Linked DNA regions of Mus musculus: all the other regions are linked to region 2. The links are chromatin contacts, called in public capture Hi-C and promoter capture Hi-C maps. All regions are on one chromosome and are shown on one strand. The core of a region is the stretch at or near the end of the contact, and the rest is flanking DNA. Distances in the headings are between cores, read along the strand shown. Region 1 holds the start of Gjd3 (gap junction protein, delta 3). Region 2 holds the start of Klhl10 (kelch-like 10). Region 3 holds the start of Cdc6 (cell division cycle 6). Region 4 holds the start of Top2a (topoisomerase (DNA) II alpha).

Region 1 (2,700 bases), core at 74-2,573, 1.5 Mb before region 2:
GATGTATACGTGTGGACACACGCATGTGCGGACCCTCACAAGCATACACATGCAAATACACACAGCTCATAGAGGTTTACTATGCTTGAGCAGCCAACCCATCTGAGTGTGTCCAGAGAGAGTGTGTGCAGAGCGCTCACGGAAAACCACTCTTCTCTGAATTAGCAGGGAACCTGGGAATGTTGCCATCACTGTTGATTTTTGTCCCCGGTGCAACAATCAGGTCACCCACGGCCGGTTTGCCGCCTCTCAGGGGAGCCCTTGGCGTCCTCCCTTTCCGCAGGGATCACAGCACCGAGGAGCCTCCCTGATTTAACACGGCTGCCGTAACCAGCACTAGGAAGTGCGACACCTCCCCCACCCGAACCCTGGCGGTCCCCTCTGCTCATCTTCTGCTCAGGCAGGGTCCTACGCAGTCTTTCAGAAGCAAAGCCTTCTGCCTCCAAGGACCCGGGTGCTGATATCCAGCCTCCGATCTCGCCGCTAGATGGCCAGGTCCTGGCGCACGGTAGCCAGCGACGCTTTGCTGTGGCCGCTGCCGCCTTCGCCCTCGCTGTCGCCTGCCGGTGAGCGGTGCGCGTAGGCTGGCGGGCCGAAAGGGTCGGGGTCCCCGCGCTGCGATGGCAAAGAGGGCGACGGCGGCGGCGGCGGGAGCAGCTTGGCGCGCTGGCGACCCTTCCAGAGCAGGTGACCCAGCTCCGCCACGCTGAGCAGCGCCGACAGCAGCCCGACGGCGAAGTAGAAGACCACGAAGACGGTCTTCTCGGTGGGCCGGCTCACGAAACAGTCGACCGTGTGCGGACAAGGTGGCCCGGCGCACGCGTAGTGCGGGTCCACGCGGAAGCCGTAGAGCAGCGCCTGGCCGCCCAGGAAAGCCAGCTCGGCGAGCAGGCGCAGAGCCACGCTCAGCAGGTAGCAGCGGCGCGCGCGGCGAGCGCGCAGGGCGCACGGGGAGCACGGCGCCTCGGCACGCCCGCGCGCGCACGGCGGGGCCAGCTGCGCACCACCCGCCTCCTTGCTGGCCTGGTGCATGGAGTAGATGACGAACAGCACCGGCGGCGCCGACAGCAGCAGGATGTGGAAGAGCCAGAAGCGGTAGTGGGACACCGGGAAGGCGCGATCGTAGCAGGTCTGGCGACAGCCGGGCTGCAACGTGTTACACACGAACTCCTCCTGCTCGTCCTCGAACACCGCACCTCCCACCGTGGCCAGCACCAGGATGCGGAAGATCAGCATGATCACCAGCCAGAGACGACCCACGAGCGGCGACTGTAGCTGCACCGCGTCCAGCAGGGAGCCTAGGAACGCCCACTCCCCCATGACGCTGGGGACGAGGAAAGGGGGTAGTCACAGGCTGGGGCGGGCTGAATACCCCCTGTCCCCCGCCACCCCCCACCCCCACCCCCACCCCCGTCCCTCAACAATCTCGGAGGGCGCCAGGGAAAGAATATTTTCTGGGGTTTAATGAGTTAATGTCAGAGTGTGAGGATAGTCCATCCTCAGCTATGGGATTCCTTCATATGGGCATAGAGGGGTGCTGAGGAGGGATTTCCCCGCACACCTGGCCTGGGCCTGCTTGGCTAGGGAGACCCTAAGGTTCCCCAGATTCTAGGTTCTTCTTCAGGGCCAACCTTGCTGGCCTGGCTTTTTGTGCCAGGAGCAAGAGCGGCTACTGGAGTCTAGAATTCTACGTTCCTTCTGTTTGAGACCCCTGGGAGCAAGGGGAGGGCCAGGCCGGGTGAGCCCCCACTGTCTCCTTTCTCTCTCACCTCGCAGCAGGGAACGCCTTTTGGGGTTGGAAGCTGACACAGAAGCCTGTTTTTCCAACTTAGGATCTCTCGCCCGCCCTCAATCTTCCCTTCCTCACCAACCTCAGCCAAGGAGACCGGGCACAGCCCCCTCGACTCCTCTCTGATAGCAATTATCAAGCATCTCTTGTAAGCCTCCCCAGACACACAGAATACACCACGTCCCGTCCCTGTAGACCCTTAGTGGCCTCTAGATGTCCCCAACCCCACTTACCCCGGGACCTGGGCCTTAGAGCTGAGCGGAGGACCTTGAGAGACAGCTGGGACCTGTCCCTCTGGGTCCCTCTTTCATTTTCCTTTTTGGCTTTGGCCGGGATGGATGATAGGACAAGTATGGCTGAGAGGGGCTAGCTCTCCCCCTTCTCTTAAAGGGACAGGGTGACCTGTGGTCCGGCTCCACCCTGGAAATAGATCCAGGGCCACACCCCTTGTTGGGTCCTTCCTGCCTTCTCTTTCCATCCCTTACCCCCCATGCCCATCCCATAGCCATGTCTCCATCTGGCGATGGACGGAGGCTAACTAGAGCTACATTTTTTTTTTTAATTGAGGGAGCCAGAGAGATCAATCATGGGAACCCTATCTCCTGGCAGACTCCTCAAACTGAAGACTAGGTCCACCACAACCAACTGACCCCATTTTTGAAGGGTCTTGTGGGCCAGAGGGAGATAACTTCGGCTTTTAGGGGACAACAAATATGGCTTTGGGGGGGGGGGGCTTTTGGTTCTGCCACTATTGGACCTTGGATGAGCCATGTAGGTCACTTGGGCTAAGATCTCTTGGTCTGTCACCTGAGCCAGCTAAACTCTAAGATTCTTACTTTGTTCCGAGACAGAGTCTCGCTGTGTAGTTCAAGCTGGCCAGGACCTTACCGTATAGGCCAGGCTGCCCTTGA
Region 2 (2,700 bases), core at 46-2,545:
TTTCTAAAACCAAGCGGCAGGAAAAGGGTCACATCTGACTACTCTGAAAGTTGGCTACTGGGGGAGGTAGGCTCTTTCCCGAGGTGAACCAATCTGTTTGTCCATGACCACCCTAGGGCGCAGGCTCGCAGAGCGCGAACCCCAGTTGGCGGGAAGGCCGCAGGGCAGGCACCCTCCCGCCCTACCCCAAGCCCCGGTACCTGCAGGCGGTCTCCTCCGCCCCTGCGAAGGGCGCCCACAATTTCCTGCACCCGTCCGGGCTGCCGCATCAGGACCGTGGCCTTCATCAGGCTGCTTACCTGTCGTGAGACCCAAGAGACCCGCTGACCCGAGAGCCGCGATGGGCATCAGGACAGCTGGGTCTCTCCGCACCCGCGATCCCGCCACGCGGGACCGTCCCCGCCCGTGGCCTCACCTCCTCCGCCATCACGCCGCTGGCCTGGTGGGCGGCCCCGAAGACAGCGCCCGCCTTACAGCCACACTGCGCAGGCGTCGCCTCGCACTAGTCGCGTCGGTCTAGGAGCTGCAGGCCGTTTCCAGGCTGGCTCCGGATACTGGCAGGAGAAGCAAGAGTGGGGAGTGCGGGGGTGTGTGGGGGAAGATGGTCTACTGTGTGTGGGGGTGGGGGAACGTTGGGGGGCGAGGGGGGGGAGTACCAAGACGCTGGGGTCCTGTATGTGGGCTGGCTGTCATGAGGCTTTGGTGTGTATGGGCGCCTGTCACTCACTCTTTCTGGAACACAAATGCAATCTTTACTGGGGTTGGGGGTCACTGCTTAGTGAGAGAGTTCTTGCCTGCAGGTATGAGGCCCTGAATTTCATCCCCTGCATTGCAAAGAACAACCCACTAGGTATTCAAGTGCATTTTGGACAGGGGGTGTATCCAGGAGACACTTCCCTAACTGGCTCTTCATCAGCACCACAAGCAAAGTAAGGCAGTAAGGCATCTCAGGGGCTGGAAGACCCTGGCCAGCATGATATTTGATCAGCTCTGCTTCTGCCTCTGCACCCATGGGGAGCCCAGAGAGAGCTTTGGAAGGATGCTGCAGGGAGGTGGGGACCCAACCTGAAGATGCAACAAGCAGCAGACTCAGTAAAGGCTCAATTGTGTTGGTGGTCACAGTTCTGCCCTAGGTCTGAGGTCGAGGAAAGAGATGTGGGGTGGTCTACCTGTATGTTCTGGGGGGAGGGGGAGGAAAAGAAGGGGCAAGAAGGGGGTTCCAGAACCTGAGAGCACAATCCTGAGTGATCTCACTGCCCAGGATTCTGGAACTTGGGCTGCCTGATGGTCCCTATATGAAAGATGTAGTAGGGAAAAGGAGCGACAGCTGGCTAAAGGGGCCCCCCATAACCCTCCCCAACACCCCAGGAGAGCAGCCTCTCTCCCCTGGTCCCAAGGAGCCATGGAGATGGAGAGCACCGCTGCCTCCACCCGGTTCCACCAGCCTCACATGGAAAGAAAGATGAGTGCAATGACCTGTGAGATCTTCAACGAGCTCCGGCTTGAGGGCAAGCTCTGCGACGTGGTCATCAAAGTCAATGGCTTCGAGTTCAATGCCCACAAGAACATCCTCTGTAGCTGCAGCTCCTACTTTAGGTACACCGGAGGGGGGGGGGGAAGCTGAGCCGTGTCTCCCATCACTGAGGCTCTGTGTTTGTTTATAACTGGTTTGAGCTGTTCTCAAGTCTAAGCTTTGTAGGTTGACAGCATGCCATTGCAGCGTTAAAAAAAAAAGTTGGACAGACCTGATCCTACACTCTAGATAAGGCTCCGAAAGGACCAGTTTATAATCCAGGCATAGTGGCTCAGGCCTGTAATCCCAGCAACTGGAGAGGCTGAGGCAGGAGAATCAGTAGTTCAAGGGCAGCCTGGGCTATAGAGAATCTATTTCTAAAACAAACAAACAAACAAAAAAACCAAAACAACAACAACAGGAAGATAGTAAATATCTTTTTTTTAAAGTTTGTATTTATTCATTTATTTTATAGATGGATATCTTGCCTGCATGTATGTCTGTCTGGGCCACATACATGATGCGCCTGAAGAGGCCATAAGGGGACATTGGGTCCCCTGGGACAGGCATTGCAGACTGTTGTCAGCTACCATGTAGGTGTTTGGCATGGAACCTCGTGTTCTGTTGAAAAGAGACCCATCTCTACAGCTCCAAGATGTTAAATAGCTTAAGCTCAGCGGGCCATGTACTCTGGCAACCGTTCAACCTCTGCCTTTCTATCAGGAACTGCCAAACAAGGCCAGGATGTTTCTGTCCGTCTTTAATCCCGGTACTTGGGAGGCAGAGGCTGGCAGATCTCTGGGAGTTCTAGGCCAGCCTGGTCTACATGGGGAGTTCCAGGGCTACATAGGTGAGACCCTGCCTTAAAAAAAAAGAAAAGGGGGCTGGTGAGATGGCTCAGCAGGTAAGAGCACCCAACTGCTCTTCCAAAGGTCCTGAGTTCAAATCCCAGCAACCACATGGTGGCTCACAACCATCCGTAATGAAAGCTGACTCCCTCTTCTGGTGTGTCTGAAGACAGCTACAGTGTACTTACATATAATAAATAAATAAATTAAAAAAAAAAAAAAAGAAAAAGAAAAAAATGGGCCCAGAAGACAGGATTAATACAAATTATTTATGGACACTGAAATTTGAATAGTTTTAAAGTGTCACAAAATGTTCTTTTAATACTCTGCTCCCTCCAT
Region 3 (2,700 bases), core at 144-2,643, 1.5 Mb before region 2:
ACTTCCTAGGGAGCCGGGCGGTGATGGCACACGCCTTTAATCCCAGCACTTGGGATTTCTGAGTTCAAGGCCAGCCTGGTCTACAAAGTGAGTTCCAGGACAGCCAGGGCTATAGAGAAACCCTGTCTCGAAAAATAAACAAACCAAACAAAACCAAAAACCTTCCTCGGGTGCTTATAAAGACTAATTAAGGTGATAGAGGTAAAATAACGAGCTCAGACCCACACACTTACGTTGGCTCTTCCCAGCTATTTGAAATGAGAGGTAACTGGCGATTGTGCTGTTGTGCTCCTACTTGTAGCTTTGTGTCTGTTTTATTTGGTATCAGACAATAAAAGATATATCCTATAGCCAGGTGTGGTGGCGCACACCTTTAATCTCAGCACTTGGGAGGCAGACCCAGACAGATCTCTTGAGTTTAAGGCCAGCCTAGTCTACGTAGTTCCAAGACAGCCAGAGCTACAAATAAAAAGTCTCAGAAAACAATAACAACCAAAACAAAACAAACCAAGAACAAAATCCCATAGACTTTACCATTACCTAGAATTGGGCTCTGGTCTTTAGAAGAACCCGAGTAACCTTGGAGCCTGACCTGCCTGCAAATGGCTGCTCTAGTTACATTTTTCATTAAATGCTCAGCTTGCCTTGCCGATAACTCTTTTCCTTGGGTCCCAGACCCTAGTGCTTGGCCATAAGAGATTTTCAAATTAAAGAGACATAATTTTACTCCCTATGATGTGTAGCTAGATGGATGTTAAGGCAGCACTTGGAATGTATGACCTTGAAATTATACGTTTGGTGTTGCACTTGTTTCTCACTGAGCAAGCGCAAGTCAACAAATAGTGAGATGATGTCAGTTTGCTTAGATAGGTCTAGAACTTGCCCCCCCGCCCCCCAAAAAAATACCCTGGTTCGAGTTATCAGCTCCTCCCCACAGAAAATTCTGTGACCTTATACATTCATTTGCTTCATGCCATACAGGACCGCCCCCCAAAAAGTAGGCCTTGTAGCCCTCTTAAAATCTAGCCCACCAGAATAATGAAAATAGGGATGTTTGGCAGATAAGATGAGCAAAGGTAGCCCAGTAGAATGAGGACGTTAGGCAACGGTGGGGAGGCTGGGTGGAGGACAAAGTAGAAATAAAAATACGGAAGTAGATGTGCGTAGAGGCAAAAAAAAAAAAAAAAAAAAAAAAACTACACTTCCCGCCAGGCTTTACGGCGTGACGCGCTCGTAAACGCGCGCCTTTCCTCCGAGGTCTCAAAAGTTAACGCCCTCCCGGGCGAGTGGGTGTGACTTCGTGGTGGTCGCTGAGACCTGGGGCTGTCCTATTGGCTGCCGGCCGTCACCGGCGAAGGCGTGGTGATGAGTGACAACTAATCAGAAGCCTGGCTGGACTTTGGCGGGAGACGAGAAGGCTGAAGTAGAGCGGCTTTGGCGCGAGTTGACTTTGCAGCTGCTGTAGAATTTGTGGCGGGAGAGTTTTTACGGTGGTGATCGAGACGCGAGGAGTGTGCACTGAGCGACACGGCCCTGAAGAGTGCAAAGCTCCGCGAGGTCTGGTGTCCAGAGAGGTGAGGCTGGTCCGAGCAAGGCCGGTGGAGAGCGGGAAATCGCCTGGGGTCTGAGGCTGGGTCAGGGAGGGGGTTGTGAGCTCTAGAAGCGGTTCGAGCACGCCGCGTTGGGAAGGAGAGAGCTGCTGGGAGGAAACGGTGTAGGGTGGGGTCGGGAGTTTGGTGGAGTGCTGGCTAGTTTTGAGCAGAGGACGCAGCTGCCCTTGCCCAGGACTTGGGAGAGCCTAAAGGTGACGGTCTGGAACCAAACCAGTGCTAAAGACGTCTCACATGTCTGCAGGGAAGGAGCTAAAGTATTATAGAAATAAATGGAGACAGACTTCTGGCATCATACAAGTGTAAGAACTTGGCTTCTGGTCCCAGGGTGCCCAGGGTGATAGCCGTGTGTTTCTGTGACTATCTCTTTAAGAGAGGGCTAATAGTGTCTACATTTGACGTATGGTAAGACTGTAGTGTGTAATATGTGTATAACGGAATGTTACACGTACTAGGCAGACAGACGTTACCCTTTATTACATAGATTTGCATGGGAAGCACAACTAAATGTTAAAAATGCTATGTTAACGTGATTTATGGAGTGCTGGTCCCCAATATAATTATTTATATTGCTCTGTGTGTTTTTCTCTTTGCTCTCCTGATTTTCCTTTGTATCCAGTTGTGTGGCCATCATGCCTCAAACCAGATCCCAGACACAAGCTACCATCGGTTTTCCGAAAAAGAAGCTATCTAATACCCTGAAGAAACCCAATTCCCGGGATTGTGAAGTAAAACTTAGAAACGTCCAGCCTGTACCCACCACTCCGTGTGTGGACGTAAAACTTCTGCCTCTCAGTCCCCGAAAACGTCTGGGTAAGCCCTCCGCTTTGTGAGTGCGACTTTGTGACTGAGCTCTCAGCCTTTCCTGCCTTGATGCTGAGGTGCCTGGCTCTTAAAACCAGAGCTGTATTTGCCTTCATAATGGCTGCCAAGTGTGTACCGAATTTCACGGTTGAGCCGTACACTAGAGATCATTTGCTAAGGAACCTAGGTTTGATCTTCATTTCCTTAGTTCTGTCCTTTACATTTCCCTTGAAGTTATAGTGTTATGGAACTCGCCTGCGTGCTTGTGAAATTAAGAGGAAACAAA
Region 4 (2,700 bases), core at 21-2,520, 1.4 Mb before region 2:
ATTCTTTCAATAGACAATCTTTTCTTGCCATCTTCATTCTTCTTTTTGTTCATTAGCATATTTTCATTTACAGGCTAGCCATTAGGGGAATTAAAAATAAACTTAATTTTAGCCACAAGTTTATCAGAAGTGGTCAACAAAATATCTGCAACAATGATAAAGTCCATACACTCTATCACCATCTATCCCCTGCTTGTAGGTACTGGTAGAGTTTACATAGTTTTGAACGAACAAGTCAATTAAAATCCTTGTGATTAGGTTCTGTGGTTTGAGTATTCGTGATGCTGGGGATGGAACCCAAGGTCCCCCCACCCCCCCTTGCATGCACATGCTAGGCAAATGCTCTGACCACTGAGCAAAATTCCCAGACCATTTTTTTCACCCCCTGTTGCTGTTTTTGAGAGTCCCATTAAATAGCTTAAGGCATCCTCTTGCCTCAGTCTCTGGAGCAGCTGCCATTTCAGGCCTGCCCCACTAGGTCTGGCTACAGATGCCCGTTTAAATAGGTATTTTAGTTCTGCAAGTATGGACATTTCTGCCTTGAGTAATATTTTTTATGTCATCGATAAACTACACTCAACTTCTTCCATCTAATGGGAAAATATTTAGTGAGTGCCGACATAGGCTCGTGCCGATTACAGATGGTATCCACCCGTAGCAGTTGGGATGCTAGCAATGCAAACCCTTGGCTACATTCACATCCCGAAACTGGACTTTTTTTGAGCCACTCGGTCGGCCAGCTCCTCAATGGGAACTGCCATGCTCTGCACCTTCCGTGATGAGTTATTCAAATCACCCAGGGAAGGGAAGAGGGCCACTGAATTCGAGTATAAGCCGGCTGGAAGTCACACAGAAGCCATTAGACTACAGACCGATCGCAGGACTAGTTGAACCTGCTCCCACAAACAATAAAAACACAACACTCAAGAACCCAGATTAGATTATAGATATCATTTCGGAAAGAGCTTCACCCAGTCCACGACCCCTCAAGGCCCAGAAGATGGGGCTGACCGGATCCAGCCGGTCGCCGGCCAGCGCTCGGCCCTGGAACCTCAACTCTCGCCGTCAGCCATGAACGCAGAGGCCACGTAAAGGCTCTACTACCCGGCCCCATCCGCGAGCTGTACCTGCAGCGGTGACAACTCCATGGTGACGGTCCTGAAGAGGCTCGAGAATCCGGAAAGCGACAAAACCAGCGGGAAACGCTAGGCGACCCGCGACGCGCGACGCGGGACCTGGACGCTCCCCTCACAGACGCTTGTCGGTTAGGAGAGCTTCCCTAGTTTCATTTGAACCTTTATCTAGCCCGCCCAAATCAGAGGAACCAATCACCGACTCGCTCTCATTGGCTCTGTTTGCAGTAACCAATCGTAGATCGTCTTTTATTCGAACAAAAGACCGCCTTTTCGAATAAACCAATTAGGTAAAAGAAGGCGGGAGAATCTTCAAAATGGACCAATAGCAATTGTTGGTGGTACTGACAGAAAATCTGACCAATGAGGAAGGTCCATGTGCTCTGAGAGACACTCTGAAGAGAGGGAAGGCATTTTGGAAGTGCAAAGTGGTTGACTAAGCCGTCCTTCTGAATATAACTAGAAAACGGATGCTCATTCTTTATTTCAGATCTGTTGAGATTACAGAGTCTTAATCCTGCGATGAGTTTTCCTTTTTTTTTCCTGACCGAGGAAACAACGCCATCCCTCCCTCAAGGCTGGCCAAGGCAGCGGTTCTCAGCCTGTGGGTCGTGACTCTTGGGGGTCGCATATCAGATAGTTTACCTTACAACTCATAACAGCAGCAAAAAAATTACAGTTATGAAGTAGCAATGGAATAATTATGGTAGCAGGGCATCACAACATGAGACGCTATGTTGAAGGGTCGCAACCTTAGGAAGTTGAGAAGCGCTGAGTTAATGCTGGCAAAGTTCTGGCAAGTTCTTCTGCTTGCGGTCTTAGGCTGCCACACACGAAGAGTATAGAGATGCCAGCAAAATCGCGAGCAGCACTAACACTCCCTGTGGATCACCCCTGATACAAAGATTCATTCATGCTTCTTCAGTGGAGCTGAGAGGCCCTCATGAGACGGGAACTTCTCCCTCAGTCAGCTGCTGAGGGAATCTACAAGAGCTCTTTATATTTGCCCTCTATGCATAATGCAGTCTAGAGCACCGTTCAATTTGACATAAGAGGTGGGGGCTTGGTGGGTTCTCGATGGAGGAAGCTTCAATTTCCTGTGCTAAAAGTAAAAATGGTAGATATAAACTGGTTATGTGTGACGACACCACCCCTTTAATCCCAGCACTTGGGAGGCAGAAGCAGGTGGATCTTGGAGTTTATGGCCAGCCTGGTCTACAGAGCAGGTTCCAGAGCAGCCAGGGCTACACAGAGAAACCCTTTCTCTAACCCCACCACCACCCTCAAAAAAATCGCTATTATCAGCAAGGAATTTCTTAAATTTAAACATTTTTCCTTTCCAAAAGGCGCCCAAGATCAACCATTATTAAATAACTTCACGTGTCCAACAACAACCCTGCTGGCAAAGTGAAAGAGAAGGCCAATGAAGAAATGTGGCCTGGCTGGTGGGAAAACCAAAGGAGTAGAGTTTTAACCTTGTTCTGATCCTGTCTTCAGTGTTTTTAGCCTTGTCCTGTGTGTTAATAAAGGAGGGTGACTTCAATGCTTAGGGCCACTAGGGACTCAG

What was found. Promoter capture Hi-C pulls out the DNA fragments that hold promoters and counts their contacts. Capture Hi-C pulls out chosen DNA fragments and counts their contacts.
Region 1: a promoter capture Hi-C map of liver shows a contact between it and region 2, with 5 times the contacts expected there. The contact joins the promoter of Gjd3 here to the promoter of Klhl10 in region 2. A contact is called at or near these places in 5 of 39 promoter capture datasets (the 3T3-L1 cell line, cranial neural crest, hippocampal neurons and 1 more).
Region 3: a contact with region 2 is called in a capture Hi-C map of macrophages, with 6 times the contacts expected there. The contact joins the promoter of Cdc6 here to the promoter of Klhl10 in region 2. A contact is called at or near these places in 2 of 39 promoter capture datasets (embryonic stem cells and hippocampal neurons) and 1 of 9 other capture datasets (macrophages).
Region 4: a promoter capture Hi-C map of stem cell-derived epiblast-like cells shows a contact between it and region 2, with 4 times the contacts expected there. The contact joins the promoter of Top2a here to the promoter of Klhl10 in region 2. A contact is called at or near these places in 4 of 39 promoter capture datasets (cranial neural crest, hippocampal neurons, liver and 1 more), 1 of 484 Hi-C or Micro-C datasets (B cells) and 1 of 115 datasets of contacts at active chromatin or transcription factors (embryonic stem cells).

What each region holds. Positions count from the first base shown.
Region 1 is chr11:98,981,697-98,984,396 of GRCm38.p6, forward strand. It overlaps Gjd3 (gap junction protein, delta 3), which reads right to left and starts at 1,324. Exons shown (of 1, transcript NM_178596.3): 1 at 1-1,324. The coding sequence starts at 1,320. The coding sequence ends at 484.
Region 2 is chr11:100,440,629-100,443,328 of GRCm38.p6, forward strand. It overlaps Klhl10 (kelch-like 10), which reads left to right and starts at 1,296. Exons shown (of 5, transcript NM_025727.3): 1 at 1,296-1,596. The coding sequence starts at 1,403. It overlaps Nt5c3b (5'-nucleotidase, cytosolic IIIB), which reads right to left and starts at 470. Exons shown (of 9, transcript NM_001102650.2): 1 at 416-470; 2 at 201-299. The coding sequence starts at 427.
Region 3 is chr11:98,906,408-98,909,107 of GRCm38.p6, forward strand. Cdc6 (cell division cycle 6) reads left to right here and starts at 1,394. Exons shown (of 12, transcript NM_001025779.2): 1 at 1,394-1,574; 2 at 2,230-2,423. The coding sequence starts at 2,243. RefSeq lists an enhancer at 1-234.
Region 4 is chr11:99,022,919-99,025,618 of GRCm38.p6, forward strand. Top2a (topoisomerase (DNA) II alpha) reads right to left here and starts at 1,271. Exons shown (of 36, transcript NM_011623.2): 1 at 1,128-1,271; 2 at 1-74. The coding sequence starts at 1,148.